2 separate regions of the Mus musculus genome follow, and region 2 is linked to region 1. The links are chromatin contacts, called in public promoter capture Hi-C maps. All regions are on one chromosome and are shown on one strand. The core of a region is the stretch at or near the end of the contact, and the rest is flanking DNA. Distances in the headings are between cores, read along the strand shown. Region 1 has its middle 120 kb from the start of Gm19272. Region 2 holds the start of Tac1 (tachykinin 1).

The links. Promoter capture Hi-C pulls out the DNA fragments that hold promoters and counts their contacts.
Region 2: a promoter capture Hi-C map of stem cell-derived epiblast-like cells shows a contact between it and region 1, with 2.0 times the contacts expected there. The contact joins the promoter of Tac1 here to the enhancer-like site in region 1. A contact is called at or near these places in 3 of 39 promoter capture datasets (embryonic stem cells, neutrophils and stem cell-derived epiblast-like cells), 1 of 115 datasets of contacts at active chromatin or transcription factors (embryonic stem cells) and 3 of 9 other capture datasets (adipose tissue, liver and pancreatic islet).

The regions. Positions count from the first base shown.
Region 1 is chr6:7,421,209-7,428,810 of GRCm38.p6, forward strand. No RefSeq gene overlaps it. Among named protein-coding and RNA genes, the nearest start is that of Gm19272, 120 kb to the left of the region's middle. Within about 2 kb of position 3,798, at least 5 of the 459 cell types and tissues checked have an H3K27ac peak or open chromatin away from gene starts, as enhancers often do. A contact at or near this core is called in stem cell-derived epiblast-like cells, where this site is marked.
Region 2 is chr6:7,551,121-7,558,722 of GRCm38.p6, forward strand. Tac1 (tachykinin 1) reads left to right here and starts at 3,941. Exons shown (of 7, transcript NM_009311.3): 1 at 3,941-4,041; 2 at 4,485-4,616; 3 at 5,564-5,660; 4 at 6,096-6,140; 5 at 6,600-6,623. The coding sequence starts at 4,494.

The DNA of each region.
Region 1 (7,602 bases), core at 2,548-5,047:
ATCATCAGTGCTTCAAGTATTGCTGTCTGGACCCTCATAACTAAATTTGCTAATCATCATCTATGGTTGAGTTAGAATCTCACTGGGGACTGTACTTAAAGTGCAAGATGACTTTCAACATTACATGTGTGTGCCTCCACCACAGTGTGAAGTTACCATAAAAAGCTGACAGGTCCACCACGCTTCTACTTATTAAAAGGCCCTCCCTGGACCTAGAAACACTTTCTATCCTATAGTGACCCCTTAGTAGATTGTTTTGTTCTCTAAGTCAGTCAAAATTTTACCTACACCTTCTTAATAACAAAGCACTGGTTTTATACTAGAGGGCACAGCCCAGGAAAAAAAAAAAAACTCAGTGAAAGTTTGGAAAGAATATAAAACCAAAACTCACTGGACTCCAAGCAAAGGTTGATGCTTGTTTGAGTATATTTGAGCTTCACTGAGAGAAAGAATTTATGCTAAAATATCTCTGACCTCAGGCTTGTTTTCACAGTAACAAGCTTTCCAGTAGGAATGCTGTGGAGACCTTTGTCTGTTTCCATCTAGTCATGTTTATAGGCAAGCACATGCAAAGTGGATCAGTATAAGGAGCAGGACATATTTTTAAGAATGATGTTATAATTTATAAATATTGTGGAACATCTATAAATATATATGCAGTAATCACAGAAGCTAGGCCTGCAAAATGAAGTAATCCTAAATCTACATGAAGAATATATAGGTATATATGATATATAGAATATATCATAATGAGTATATGGGATGTAAAAATTGCCTAATTATTTCAAGTGTTTTAATAATATATTGAATGAATATGATTAGAAGTGTACATATATACATGTTTGTGGTATGAAAGAGAAGTCACTTTTGACAATATTTATAACATATATCATATAATTAGTTATCTAAAAGTTCATAATTAGGGATAAGTAGTATTTTATTATAATAATGTAAAGGTAGAAATAATAAAAGTGGAACAAATAGACATAGCAACTAGATAAAGGATAAGGTGATTCATTTCAAAGCACACACCCTTATGTCAAACATAACGGCAGAACACAGTGTTTCATAATAGACTTTGTATTGTCCCCAAAGTGTACAATTTTCCTTTCAATGAGGGATTTTGTACAAATCACCATCAAACAAATTCAATTTGGCATGCCTATAAATAGTTAAGCCCAAAAATTCTAGAGAAAAGCAACATTTAAGATGATCTATCTCCTTTACAAAAGTCCACAGTTTTGGGCGGGTAAGATGGCTCTGTGGTAAAGGAGTTTGCTGTCAAGACCTATGAGCTAGAAGAAGAGAACGCTGGGAACAAGAAAAAGAGACTTGTTGCAAGCACTGTCATTTTGTTTTCAGACTTCATTTAACCATAGGGGGAAACTCGATTCAATGTCCCTAGGGTGGCTGGGGACTTCCCAAATAGTTGAACAGTTTCTATTATATGGAGACAGTTGTCTGAATCCAACCATCTCGTAACTTGTAAGAAGACAATTATCTGAGTCCAACTAGCTAGAGAACAACATCTCCATTTTACTGTCAGGGTCAAACTAAATTCATGTTCCCAGGCCCAACCACCAACTCCTATCCTGATTGATGGAAATTCCTTTCCTCAACCCCTTATGTCAAAATCTGATGGACGATGCTCCCCTTCTTCCCTGTGCTGTATCATTTTACCCTTTACATATGCTGCATAGCTTCCCTTCAGCGTTGTAATCCAGCTCCCAAGTCTGTTTGTGGCCCTGACCTATCAGTAGCAGCTCTATTATTACAGTGGGTTTTTGTTGTTGTTGTTGTTATTGTTTTGTTGTTTTTGGTTTTTTTGTTTTTACAGAGTAGATCTTTGTGAATGACACACTTGAGGACAGGTTTGGTTTCTTCATTTTTGTGGAAATTTTTTTATTTCTTTTTTTTAATTGTATATTTTCTTTATTCACATTTCAAATGTTATTGTCATCTGCATTGACCTAGTGTTTGAATTATGTTGGAGCTAAGAGAATCCCACAAGAGCTAACGCTTGCCAGTTATCCTCTGACATGTACATGTTACAATCATCCCATATATATGAATAAATGAATAAATAATTGTACTAAAAATTTTTAAAGGAGAAATTCATGTTTGCCTTAAAAGAGAATACTGATTACTTCTTTTTTGGAGACTTTTTATTTTACAGACAGATTAACATGATACAGACATTTCCCATATTGAGTGCTGACTCATAAGTATAATTATATCCATATTTACTGTATTATTGAATTTCTCACTAGATTTTCCATACCGATGCAAGGAGAATAATGATCTAGTTATTTTCCAGGGCATAAGACTAAACTTCTATAAAGTATAACAGAGTGTGTTTCAAAAACCTTCAGAAGGAAGACGGGACTCTGTTCATGTTTAATTTTATTCCAGTATTGCTAATTACATTCTATTTCAAAGGTTACTAAATCAGATGGTTTTATAGTATTCTAGTATTTATTATAGTATTATAGTATATGTTGTGATGCTTAAAGAGAGATAGGGGAGGGAGCAGGAGAGGAGAGGAGGGAACAGAAGGGAGATGAGGGAGAGGAAGAAGACGGAGACGGAGAGGGAGAGCCAATACTTGATGCATCCAGCTGTCTCAGCTTCTTCAGAAATGACCTAAGACAAATTGTGGGTTTCAGGTATGAGTGGAGGCTTCCTGAGTTGTGAATTAGTGAGCTATATGGATGTGATGGTATATGTTATTATAACTGTTTTGACTGATGGAGAACTATTATTTGGAATGAGAAAAGTGGTAATCCTGGTCTCTATGTGAAATACTGTATTTACTTCAGCTGAAAACCTAAGAGTCATTTCTGCCAATTCTGAGTAAGTTTCAAGCCTTCCAGTTTCCCAGCTTTAAGCTGAAAATAATACTTTGTTTCTACCTTGTCCCATTCAGAGTCCCCTAGTCAGAACTGAATATATACACATTGAAGCAGGCAGTAAAGGGGGGAGTATTAGAGGGATTGTCTTACTTGACTCCAGATACTGAGAAGTCTCTTGGAAGAAGTCCCAAAGTAGTCCTCCTGTGGCTGGAGAGCAGAACTTGATGACATTGCTCAGTCCAAGTCTAAAGCTCTTAGATCCAGGGAAGATGATGGTAGCACTAACAGTCAGAGGGTAAAGGGTCAAGGGCTGGGAAGGCAATAACCAAGCTAACTCAGTCAGTCAACAGTCTCAAGTGAGGGAGTGAGGGTTGAAACAGTAAACCAGACAAAATGATAACCTGACTCAGCCCGTACGGAGGCTGAAGCAGCTTTATTTTGCTCCAGCCTGCTTTTATATCGCTCTAGGTACATCCAAAAAAAACATGATCAGTTCTTAGGTCAAAGACAAAGTACTCAAGCAAAGTCGTAAACAAGGAGATCACGCGAGATAGCAATTAAAGCAGTAAGCAAAGAGATCACATAAGGTAGTGATTCAGCAAGGTAGTAAACAAAGCCCCATGGTCTCTCTTCCTAATATTCTTATCTGAGCCTACTTCTGTGTCTGAGCCCAGTGACAAATGCCAAATTCCTAGGAGTGCCACCAAAAGCTCTCAACAAGGCAAGGTAGGGAAGGTGCCAGTGTCAGTTCCCAAGATGAAAATCTGTGCCTCTGAGATGCAAAACCTGAGGGGAACAAAGCAATGTTGCCAAGATGGGGTGGGGCGAGCACACCCTTCCTCTGCTGCTTTGTGTAATTTGAGCCTCAAATAAATCAGTACCCCACAATGAGGGCAGATCTTCCTCATAGTCTACCAGGGACGACATTCCAGACATACTTAGAACTTCCCAGTCATTGCTATCCATAGCAAATCCACCTGGGATCCCATTCAGCACTGCCTTGGTATCTCCAGAAGCACAGAGCATCAATAACACTTTACCAGCCATGTTACAGCCTTTACCACAGTCAAGCTGACACCTGAAAATTAACCAGCACAGATACCGACGTCGGATTTCAGCAGTTCACTCAATGAACACTTAAAACACTCATTGGCTGGTCACTGTGTCTGAGGTTCCTTGTTGAGTGCTAGAAGTCCAAGTGGCTGAAACCGACCAGATTTACAGGTAAACCTTAAAGGGAAAGGATAAGAAAGAAGGCTGTTCTTGAGAGAAGTACAAATTACAGTCTCCCTTTAAAAGATGCCTTTTCTTGAATGTGTTTGTACTTCCTGGTGTCATAACATGTGAGTCTTAATTTTGGCTGCTGGTGGTCATTTGTTCCTCAGTGAACTTAGGAAGTTTGGAAAGCTGATGACTGTAATGTGAAAAACCTGCACAAGAAATCACCTGCTGCTTGGGCCTTACAAACTATTTGAAAGCAGAATAAGGAACCAAGCTCAGGTTTATATCCTCTGAGACTTCATTACCAAGCTTAGCGGAAGCATGGTGAAAATAATTACTTACCAAATTGGCTACCATTCTTATTGGAAGACTGTTTGGAAGATCTTTCCAAAATCTAAATCTCACCCAAACACCAAAGACCTTGGCAGTGAGGAAAGAGACAAGATAATAACTTGAAGACAAGACAGGCTGCCTAGAAAATACTGGCTAAAGGGCAAAATGTTGCAGCCCTGGCTCAGCATCTGTGCCTGCTTTGTCTTAAGCTGGTAATAAGACGTACAGCTGCCCCATTCATTCAACGGTTCTATTTGAATCCTTCAGTACACCATTCCTTCTATTCTCTGCCCTGTTCTGAAACACCTCCAATGTTTATTTCTTTTTAAAATTTAATTAAAATATAATTACACCATTTCACTCCCCATCTCTTCCATTTAACCCCTTCCATGCCACTCCCACTCCCAACTCAATTCTCAAATTCATGGCCCCTTTTAAAACAAAACAAACAAACAAACAAAAAAAACTATTGTTACATATGTACATGTGAATACATACAAAAATGCAACATCCTAATTCCATTCAATATATACATAACACATATAACAAGCGGGCTGAGCACTTGGTACTAGATAACAAATGTAGGGGTCTCATTGCTTTGGAATACTAATTCTCTGTTGAGTAGGCACTAGTTGCTTACAGCTCTTCATCTAGGAGTGGAGCTCCATTAGATTTCTCCGTCTACATTAACATGTCTGCTAGTGTTGCCTTCTCCAGGTCTTGTTCATACAGCCATAATGTTAAGATTTCATGGATGGAGCGTCTCTGTGTGCTTCTCTCTCTTCTGCTGCTCTGGAGGCACTGCACGCAAGGGTAGTGGAGCTGATAAAGGAGGCAGACTAAAGTCATATGCAATAGCTAACTTTATCAATTTATACTCAGAGTTAAGAGAGGTCATATGAATAAGTTCTCATGAATTCAACTGTATACAATCATAGATACAACTTGCCTGTGACAAAGCCATGTTTTTCTAAGAGACATAATTGAAAACAACAGCAAGCAATAATGACTAATCTGAAGTAAACTCGCTCCTAAGAGCTACATCTGTGAGGTACACAAACCCACATTCCAAGAACAATTCTGTGCCTTGAAGAAACTGAGGTCACAAGACTGTTTCCTTGGAGTGTTCTCACAAGCACTCAGAATTCTCCTCACAGGACTCCATTCTTCAACCATGTTCTGACACCTGTCTTACTCAGAAGACACAATCTTATAGCAGACTTCTTAGTCCTCTGGCTCTTCAAATCTTCTTGCCCCCTCTTCCATCATATTCCTTGAGACTTGGGAGTAGATATGGAGTTGTAGAAGTTTATCTGAGGCTGGACATCCATGATCATTTATTCTAGGTATTTGACCAGGTGTGCCTTTCTGTAATCGTCTCTGCCGACTGCAAAAGGACCTATCACTTTATTGACTGCCTTTTAAATTTTTTCTTCCTGTTACTTTTAATTCCAGGATGCCCTTTCCTTACATGATAGCTTGGCTTAGTTCTTGTTCACCTAAACGTGGTGCCTTTCCCTTTTAAGAGCTCCCAAGTCCCAGGGACAGCCCTTTCTGTGGTTAGACCTTTGTGTTTTAGTTTGCTGAATGAATTTAGATTGTGCTGCATGAGCCCTTGTTACTGATTGTTTTTCATGTGTATAGTTTGTTTTCCGAAGTAGTTGATGGGCTATCTCCTAATTCGTTTTTCTGCAAGGTCATGAAGGGTGATATGCCACGTATGTTTTCATTTATCAAAACCTCAGAACCTCAATTTCTCTTGCCCACTGAGGCTTAATTGTCATTGGTTTTGCAAATACAGAAAAGGAAAAGGCCATTATTTCTGAAATCACTTAAAAGCACAAAACTCCTAGACTTCTACTGGACATTAAAAGTTGCTACATGAATTATTTACAGAAAGTATGTTTTCAAAAGATGGCTATGTGCATTTAAGTGAAAATAGTGTCCCCTTTTTTATATATCTTCACATGCCACTTGGTTCCAGAGTTATTTGAAAATCTTTTCTCAGGACATTATGTAAAATATACTTTCAATAAGTTTCTATTGAAAACTCTGTGACTTGGGTCTTTGGGTGTTAATCACAAACATTGTAGTGTGAATTGGGGGTTTCCATGTTTTTGGAGAAGCTTGGCTGAAACTAGAGTTTTTGGTTCAAGCCCTTGGGTTTTTATTCTGAAGAACAACAACAACAAAAAAAAGATTCATTAGACTACCAATTGTCATATAGCCCATGAAGCCATGGACTAGGGACATAAACAGAAAATTCTAAACAGAAATAAGAATGGTTAAGAAATACTTCAACAGTGTTCAGCATCCTTAGCAGTTAGAGAAATGCAAATTCAAACAACCTGGAAAATTTCATTTGCCCTGGATCAGAATGGCTAAAAACAATAAACAATTAACGATAAACCTTGGTGAGGGTGTCAGGACACAGCAGCCCTCATTCATTTATTGTGGGAATGAAAATTGATGAAGCCAGTCTGGAAATAAGTATGGAGAATCTTCAAAAGTTTAAATAAAGATACCCAATCCTCAGCTATAACATTTTTTGGCATATGCCCAAAGGACTTAACATTCTACTCCACAGATGCTCAGCCATGTTCATCTCCACCCTATTCACAAGAGTCAGGGAATGGAAACAACCTATATCCATCATCACATGACTGCATGATGAAAATGGAGTGTGGACACAATGAAATACTATATAGCAGTGAAGAAAACCAAAAGCATGATGCTGTAGGGAAATACATGGAGTTGGAAAGAGTGATGTTGAGTGAGGTAACCCAGATCCAGAATGGTAAATGCTGAATGTTCTCTCTCATCTGTGGTCCCTAATCCGAATATGCAGATGCAAGAGTAGCTTTTACCCTCATCAAAGAAGCGTCTCTTTTTAGAAAATTGAGACCATTACACAAAACCCCAACTGGACACTCATGGGAGCCCAGACTAAATAAGCGCCTTCTTTTTTTACTAACCAGTGAGACAGTGTCACCCATATGCACATTAGTTTGGGATCCTCTATGGGGGAATGGGCAACAAACTAGTAAGTACTCCTCAAAGAGCAGATCGCTCTTTTGGCTGCCATAAATCACCAATAGTTCTTCAGCAAGGGGCAAGGTGTCCGGAGCTCCTCCCCTCTCCATGCTGGAGTGTTTAACTGTCTTGATTATAGCTCCTGGGCATTTGCATGAGGAAT
Region 2 (7,602 bases), core at 2,691-5,190, 130 kb after region 1:
GGCTCTTATGGTGGTACAAACACAAAATAAGAACAGTTTTTAAACATTAGAGTTCATTGTAATAAGGCTGTACTTGAATGTCCATCACATCACCAAAGGATTTTACCTCCATAGTAGATGAGCTAAGAGTTGACAGTTTGGACTAGAGAGATTGCTCAGTGGTTAAGGGCACCGACTGCTCTTCAGAAGGTCCTGAGTTCAAATCCCAGCAACCCACATGGTGGCTCACAACCATCCATAATGAGATCTGATGTCCTCTTCTGGTGCATCTGAAGACAGCTACAGTGTACTTAGATATAATAATAAATAAATCCATAAAATAAAAAGGGAAAGAAAAGTTGACAGTTCTGCTATGTCAAGAAATGAATTGTAGGCACAATTTTTGGATACAGATTTCCTGCTACGGTCAAAGCTATTTGAGTTGAGAGATTGTCATCATTCTCAGGTGGGAATTCTATTCCAACACAGGCTTAAGGCCATAGTAGAATGAAATTTTCCTAAAATGAGAAAAGAATATAGTTAGACAAATTAAGAGTCACCCATACTGAAGCAAAACAATAGTTGTAATACTTCAGGAAAACGAGAGAGATATTGTAGTGAACAGGGGATAGATCCCATTGCCACCAGTCAGAGACAAAAGAATTCTTCAGATATCAAAGCTGAAAAGCAAAACATGGAAGATTTGGAATGTTGTGTGCTACCCCAGAACTTATAACTGTCACTCCACAAGATAAAGGAGCAATGTCCACACATTTTCTGTGGAAAATGAAATTTAGTCTAAAGACATTAGAACTGACTAAGATGTCATTTGACATAGAGGTGACTGGCAGACATTCACTTGATACAGAAGGAAAATTTTCTTAACAATGACATGGAGCAGTAAGAGATGATTAAAAGTCAACCAGAGAATGGCAGAGTTGGTTTAAAAGGTTTGGCAGGGAACTGTGACTCTATTTAAAGGCAGAGTGAACAGTAGACAACTAATGAAAATTTGGTACGAAATGGATGGTGACTGGTATATACCCAGAAGATGTTCCAACTGACAATAAGGCCACATGTTCCACTATGTTTATAGCAGCCTTATTTATAATAGCCAGAACCTGGAAAGAATACAGATTTCCCTCAACAGAGGAATGGATACAGAAAGTGTGGTACATTTACACAATGGAGTACTACTCAGCTATTAAAAACAGTGAATTTATGAAATTCTTGGGCAAATGGATGTATCTGGAGGAGATCATCCTTAGTGAGGTAATCCAATCACAAAAGAAGTCACTTGATATGCTCTCACTGATAAGTGGATATTAGGCCAGAAACCTAGAATACCCAAGATACAATTTGCAAAACACTAGAAAATCAAGAAGAAGGAAGACCAAAGTGTAGATAATTTATTCCTCCTTAGAATAGGGAACAAAATACCCATGGAAGAAGTTGCAGAGAAAAAGTTTGGAGCTAAGTCGAAAGGATGGACCATCCAGAGACCACCCCACCTGGAGATCCATCCTATAATCAGCCACCAAACCCAGAAACTATTGCATATGCCAGCAAGATTTTGCTGAAAGGACCCTGATATAGCTGTCTCCTGTGAGGCTCTGCCAGTGCCTGGCAAATACAGAAGTGGATGCTCACAGTCATCTATAGGATGGAACACAGGGCCCCCAATGGAGAAGCTAGAGAGAGCACCCAAGGAGCTGAAGGGGTATGCAACCCTATACGTGGAACAACAATATGATCTAACTAGTATTGCCAGAGTTTGTGTCTCTAGCTGCATATGTAGCAGAAGATGGCCTAGTCGACCATCATTGGGAAGAGAGGCCCCTTGGTCTTGCAAACTTTATATGCCCCAGTCAGGAATTTGCCAGGGCCATGAAGTGGGAATGGGTGTTAGGGGTGCAGGGTGGCGGGAGGGTATAGGAAACTTTCAGGATAGCATTTGAAATGTAGGTAAAGAATATATCTAATAAAAAAAGAAAATATGTAATAAAATAAATAAATAAAAAATAAAAATAAGATATAAAAAGAAAGAAATTTATCAACAATGTATGCCTGGATTGTGGTCTCTACTTACCATGTACAACTCAATGAAAATGAAGGCTCCTTAGAGGAAGACTTGGAGTCTCAGGTAGGAAACAGATCAAAACCAAGGGAATCATCACTTCCTTTTAATTACATATCAAAAGCCTTGGAAGAACTTTATGCTAGCCAAGAATGGCATAAGTTCAGCATCAAGTAATGAGTATCTATCTACCTTGCATTGAAATGTATCAACTCTGCTTAAATCTGTGAGGTCTTTGTCTTAAAAAATAGGTCATACCTTAAAAGCTCTAAATTGGCAATTTTTAAAGTTGGTAGATCATGGATTTATTTCATATTTCCTGAATTATGTATCAGAATAACTCCATAGTACATGAGAACATATTTTCTACATAAGCGGAGGCATGAAATTTTCAAATTGTTTAGGCAAATGACTGTACATTTGTGTTCACCATTTCTCCTTTTAAAAGTTTTGAAAATAAAAATAGAATGTTCACATTATGAAATCCCTCTGAATGTCTACATTTAGGTTTTAAAACAATATAAACACTGGAGGCAAACATTAGTTTGGCTTGCAAACACTTCTTTCCTCTTCATATTATACTAAAAACATATTAGGGAACGATGATTCCCAAAAGAAAACAACTCTATCCAAAAGACCCCATCGCTCTGGGTGTGGTGGTACACACCTGTAGTTCCAGTAACAAGTAGGCTGAGTTAGGAGAATACCCATTTTGAGTCCTAGTCTAAAAAAGTCAAAACAAATAACTGCAACATCGTTTACTTCATCCAAAGATGGAAAAGTATTATACATCTGGGACAGAAGGTATCTGTAAAACCGTGGTTTGCTAAAGACTTCTGTCTCTGACAGATCTGCAGCACACACACACACACACACACACACACCCTTGGTGACAAAGGTAAACATACAGACTTTATAGCCCTCCAACAAGGCTTAAGGGGAGAGAGGCACAATTATTCTCTTGCAACTCCCTCTACCTTCTGTGTGTGACTGCGAAGAAGCTTCAGAGGAACGAAAGAGGTCCTCAGATGGCTGGTGGGTACGTTCCACATGCTGTTCTACATGCTACAGCGTCCTTGAATGGCTGGTGGGTAAGTTCTACATGCTACAGCGTCCTCAGATGGCTGGTGGGTAAGTTCTACATGCTACAGCGTCCTCGGATGGCTGGTGGGTACGTTCCACATGCTGTTCTACATGCTACAGCAGGCTTCAATTCTTCTTTCTCCTAAATGTAAAGCAAGTCTGCTTTCCTCCTCTAGAACACAAGACTGAAACCCCTTTGCAAGGCTAGAGAAATGAGAGAGAGTATTCTGGCTGATTTAGGGAGGGAGGGCTGTTCCAGCCATGTAACACCTCAGGAACCTTTAAGACACATACAGGTAGAGCTAGAAGGAAAATCCCCGCTTGCCTCATCCCACTGAAGTGCTTGCTAGTGTCTTAGTGTCATTTCACAAGGTTTTGTTGCGGAAGTTATTTGGCTGTCCTCAAAGCTCAAGATTCCCTGACTCCTCTAGAGAGAAAAGTTCCCAAAGTCCGAGGCATGAGTCACTTCACTCAGTTTTGATGAGTAATCTCAGGTGTCACTGAACCTTGTTCGGAAGAAGAGGGGAGGAGGGCGTCAGATTGTCAGACGAAGAAAACAGGTCTCTCTGGATTGGATGGCAAGACCTCGACTTCCCTAAAATTGCGTCATTTCGAACACAATTTGGTCCAGATGTTATGGACTCCGACGGGTTACCGTCTCGGAAACTCTACATCACGCAAGCGAAAGGCGAGGGGGCGGCTAATTAAATATTGAGCAGAAAGTCGCGTGGGGAGAGTGTCACGTGGCTCTACAGGCTCGTCACGCCTGAGATAAATACCGCAAAGCAGGAGCTGGGGACTAGACCGCACTCGGACCTGCTCCGCTCCTGCACCGCGGCCAAGGAGAGCAAAGAGCGCCCAGCAAGTGCGCACCTGCGGAGCATCCCCGCGGTCTGACCGCAGTGAGTACCACTCTAGCCTGCCAGCCAAGGCTGCCTGGGACCCGTCGTGCCTTCGTCGGAGGTGGCGTCCGCCCTGGCTCTGCTCCCACTCCATTCTCAGACCCGGAGAGAAAGTGTGCAAATACCAACGCCTCTCTTTGTCTGCCACCTGCAGAGTCTTCAGGCTTGAGAGTGTGGGCCAGTGGGTAGGGGGCTGGGACGCTGAGACTCAAGGAGAGGAGGATTTGAGGCTCTTTGGCGCCTCAGGAGCCTTCTTAAAGGGTTTGGAGAAGTGTTCGACCTGGTGGGCTTTTGGTTTTGTTTTTATTTTAATCTTGGTTTAGCGGGACCTGTTCTTTCTTCCTTGTGGCACTGAAATTCAGCTGCTCTAACTCTTGGGTGGCCACAGCCTCCTTATGTATAATGTCTCTTTCCCACCTTCCTCTGTCTCCTACTCTCTTCAGAAATCGAACATGAAAATCCTCGTGGCCGTGGCGGTCTTTTTTCTCGTTTCCACTCAACTGTTTGCAGAGGAAATCGATGCCAACGATGATCTAAATTATTGGTCCGACTGGTCCGACAGTGACCAGATCAAGGTGAGTCCCAAACGGGCGTGGGAGCTGTTGCCTTCTCCTTGTGGTAGCACCCTGATTAGCCCAGCTTGAGCTGGAGAGGCGCACTGGAATATAAAGGTCATCACGTCCCGGACAAGGCACAGGGCTTATTGCCCAGAACCAAACTAAGTTTCCTCCCTGAGGGAGGGCAACGTCGTAGGTTCAGTCAGTGTCTCCCCAGTATCTCGCCCCTCCCACCTCCTCTCTCTCCTCTCTGTCTTTCTCTCTCACAGCCGGGTTCTCACCACGCTGGAAACCTCATTAGGTTTTAATCCCTACTTACAGGGTTGGGGAGGAGGGGAAATCGAGGGGGGAATTTAGTAAAACCGCACTGCCAGAGCGTTTGAGATGCTGGATAGAGAAGTGAATCAGTTAATGGGGGCAAAAGCGGGATTTTACTTAGCTGCGGGGTCTCAGTGGAGAAACTAACTCCGCACTCCAGCATTCAGTGCTCCAAGTTTCCCTGTACATCACTCTTGGCTACTGGCTCCAAGGAGCGCGCCTTGGGAAATGGTGAAAGTTGTGCGGTGGTGCAAGGTTGCTCTGAAAGTATCCTCACCCTTCTTCATCCACCCTACTGTTCACAGTTAGGACAGTGAGAGGACTTCGAAGCCTCGCTGAGAGCAAACAAAGGTGATAACAAGAACTTGAGTGAGCCCTCTGGTGCAATTAAGAGCAGAAAGCTTACAGGATCCAGGGCTGGCAGGTGTGGCGCTGCTGCAGGAGCCTCCCCGGTAGACTTTGTGGAGAAGGAAATCCCAGGCGGGGCCAGATTGGGGAAAGTGTATAGGTTTTAGTATGGCCCAGACGCGTGCTAGCCCACCAGGTTCTGGTGTCTGGGGGAATCTGTGGCTCTGGGGGACGCTCAGGTGCACCACTAAGGTGATCCTGGTTCACTTAAGTTGTCTGCTCGCGGGTTTGTCCCCCAGGAGGCAATGCCGGAGCCCTTTGAGCATCTTCTGCAGAGAATCGCCCGAAGACCCAAGCCTCAGCAGTTCTTTGGATTAATGGGCAAGCGGGATGCTGGTGAGATGAGCAATAGTCACTAGATCTATCAGGCTACCTGGTCTGCATGCTTGCTCCTTCCTGGAGAACCCAAATGTCTCTTGTACTGGGAGTATAGATTTACACGCCTAAAGGCTTTTGATTCCCAGAAGTCTTCGATCTGTACTTCACTAACTCTAGATCGTGGGGGGAGGGGGAGGGGATCCATTTCTCTTGCTTCACTGCACCAAAGTGATGCAAATTGGAAACTAACCTTAGCTAAACAGTCCTCTGACTAAAGATCCAAATTACAAGGATCTCCAGGTATGTTAATAGTCCAGGCTCAGGTGAAAGATGTCTTCTTGGATTGGGCTAGATTTGGCTACCCCTTGTGGGTGATAGAAGTATTTAATTGCCTTGAGTTGATGGCAGTCAGTGGAGCTTGTGAAGAGTTAATGTCAATTCATCTCTTGTCAGATTCCTCAGTTGAAAAACAAGTGGCCCTGTTAAAGGCTCTTTATGGTAAACATCCCTATAAATCTTTATTTTCCTATTATGAATGATCACGTTAAAATAAAAAGCATTTTGTGCCTAATTAAAAAGTGTGTACACATCCGGATGTGGGTGCATGAGCGTGGTGTGTGTGTGTGTGTGTGTGTGTGTGTGTGTGTGTGTGTGCGCGCGCGCGCACGCGTGTATTTTAAGCTCCTGCGCATTCTAATGAGTGAGTTACTTTGATGTCAGTCTATAGCTTTACTATTATTAAGAGACCTCAAGAGTCCCACAGTTCTACCTTTTAAGCCATGGCTCATATTTGGCTTTTATTAGTAATTTGGTTGACATTCATCTATTTTAGTCCCAGGATGTCATATAAATAAGAGTCAAATATTTTGAAAATCAATTCCTTATGTGCCCTGTAAAAGATAAAGTAGCTTTTTAAAACAAACCGTGTGTCTGCTAACTGGCTTTCTTTTCTTCTAGGACATGGCCAGATCTCTCACAAAAGTAAGTTCACACTCCTTTTGACATTAATCATATCAAATGTTGCTTCCTGTGTTACCTTTTGCAGCAGAACATAGAGCCCAATAGTTTTAATAAAGACAATGTAGGGGGGAAAAGACTTACATGCAGATTGTGATCTGCTAAATAATCATTATGACTAAACTCCATAGTATCGGCAGATTGCCGTACCAAAATGCACAGTACATTTGGAAAGAAAAAGAATTAACACTTGTAATTCTTTTAGTTTTAGAATTTCTACTATAGGGTTAAAATTCCTCACAAGCACTCATGTCTGACACCTCTCCCCATGAACAGTAGGAGAGAGAGAGAGAGAGAGAGAGAGAGAGAGAGAGAGAGAGAGAGAAGAAAGAACACTTACATACAACTTCTAACTCATATTCATGAACTAACTTTTATAATGGCAAGGAAGGGGTCTTCAGCCTGTGACTGAGTGAATATCTGAGTAGAAAATGTGCTTAATACATAAAAACAGATAGAGCTGCAGGCTGATTCCCCCTTGATCCCATAATTAAATGGGAATCTGGGAGAGGAGAGTGCAGACTGCAGAACTGGAGGGTCTTTGGAGCTGTTTCCTAGCTAATTGGATCCAGAGGTGACAGGAAGTCCCTTGGGACACTAACAATAATGCCTGCCTCTGTGAGCTGAGAGCCATGAGTTTGACTCACCCTGGCAGGGTAAACTCCAAACTGGTAACACTCTGGTCTCAACCAATGGAAACTAAGAAAAATTCTCCCAGTGGCAGTGAGATAATGACCTTTCCTGCAGCCTTCACTTTTGAGAGAAAAAAAAAGTGTTAATATTTACTAAGGGTTTAAACTGTAAGGGGATTTTATATAGCAAAAAAATATGTAATAAAATTAATATATCCAATTAATGTTTTAAAAAAATTGCTTTCACAATCACAGTGTTTCTAAGTCTAAGTCTACTTAATGTGACCCCTTAGAAGATTTTATATGCTAAG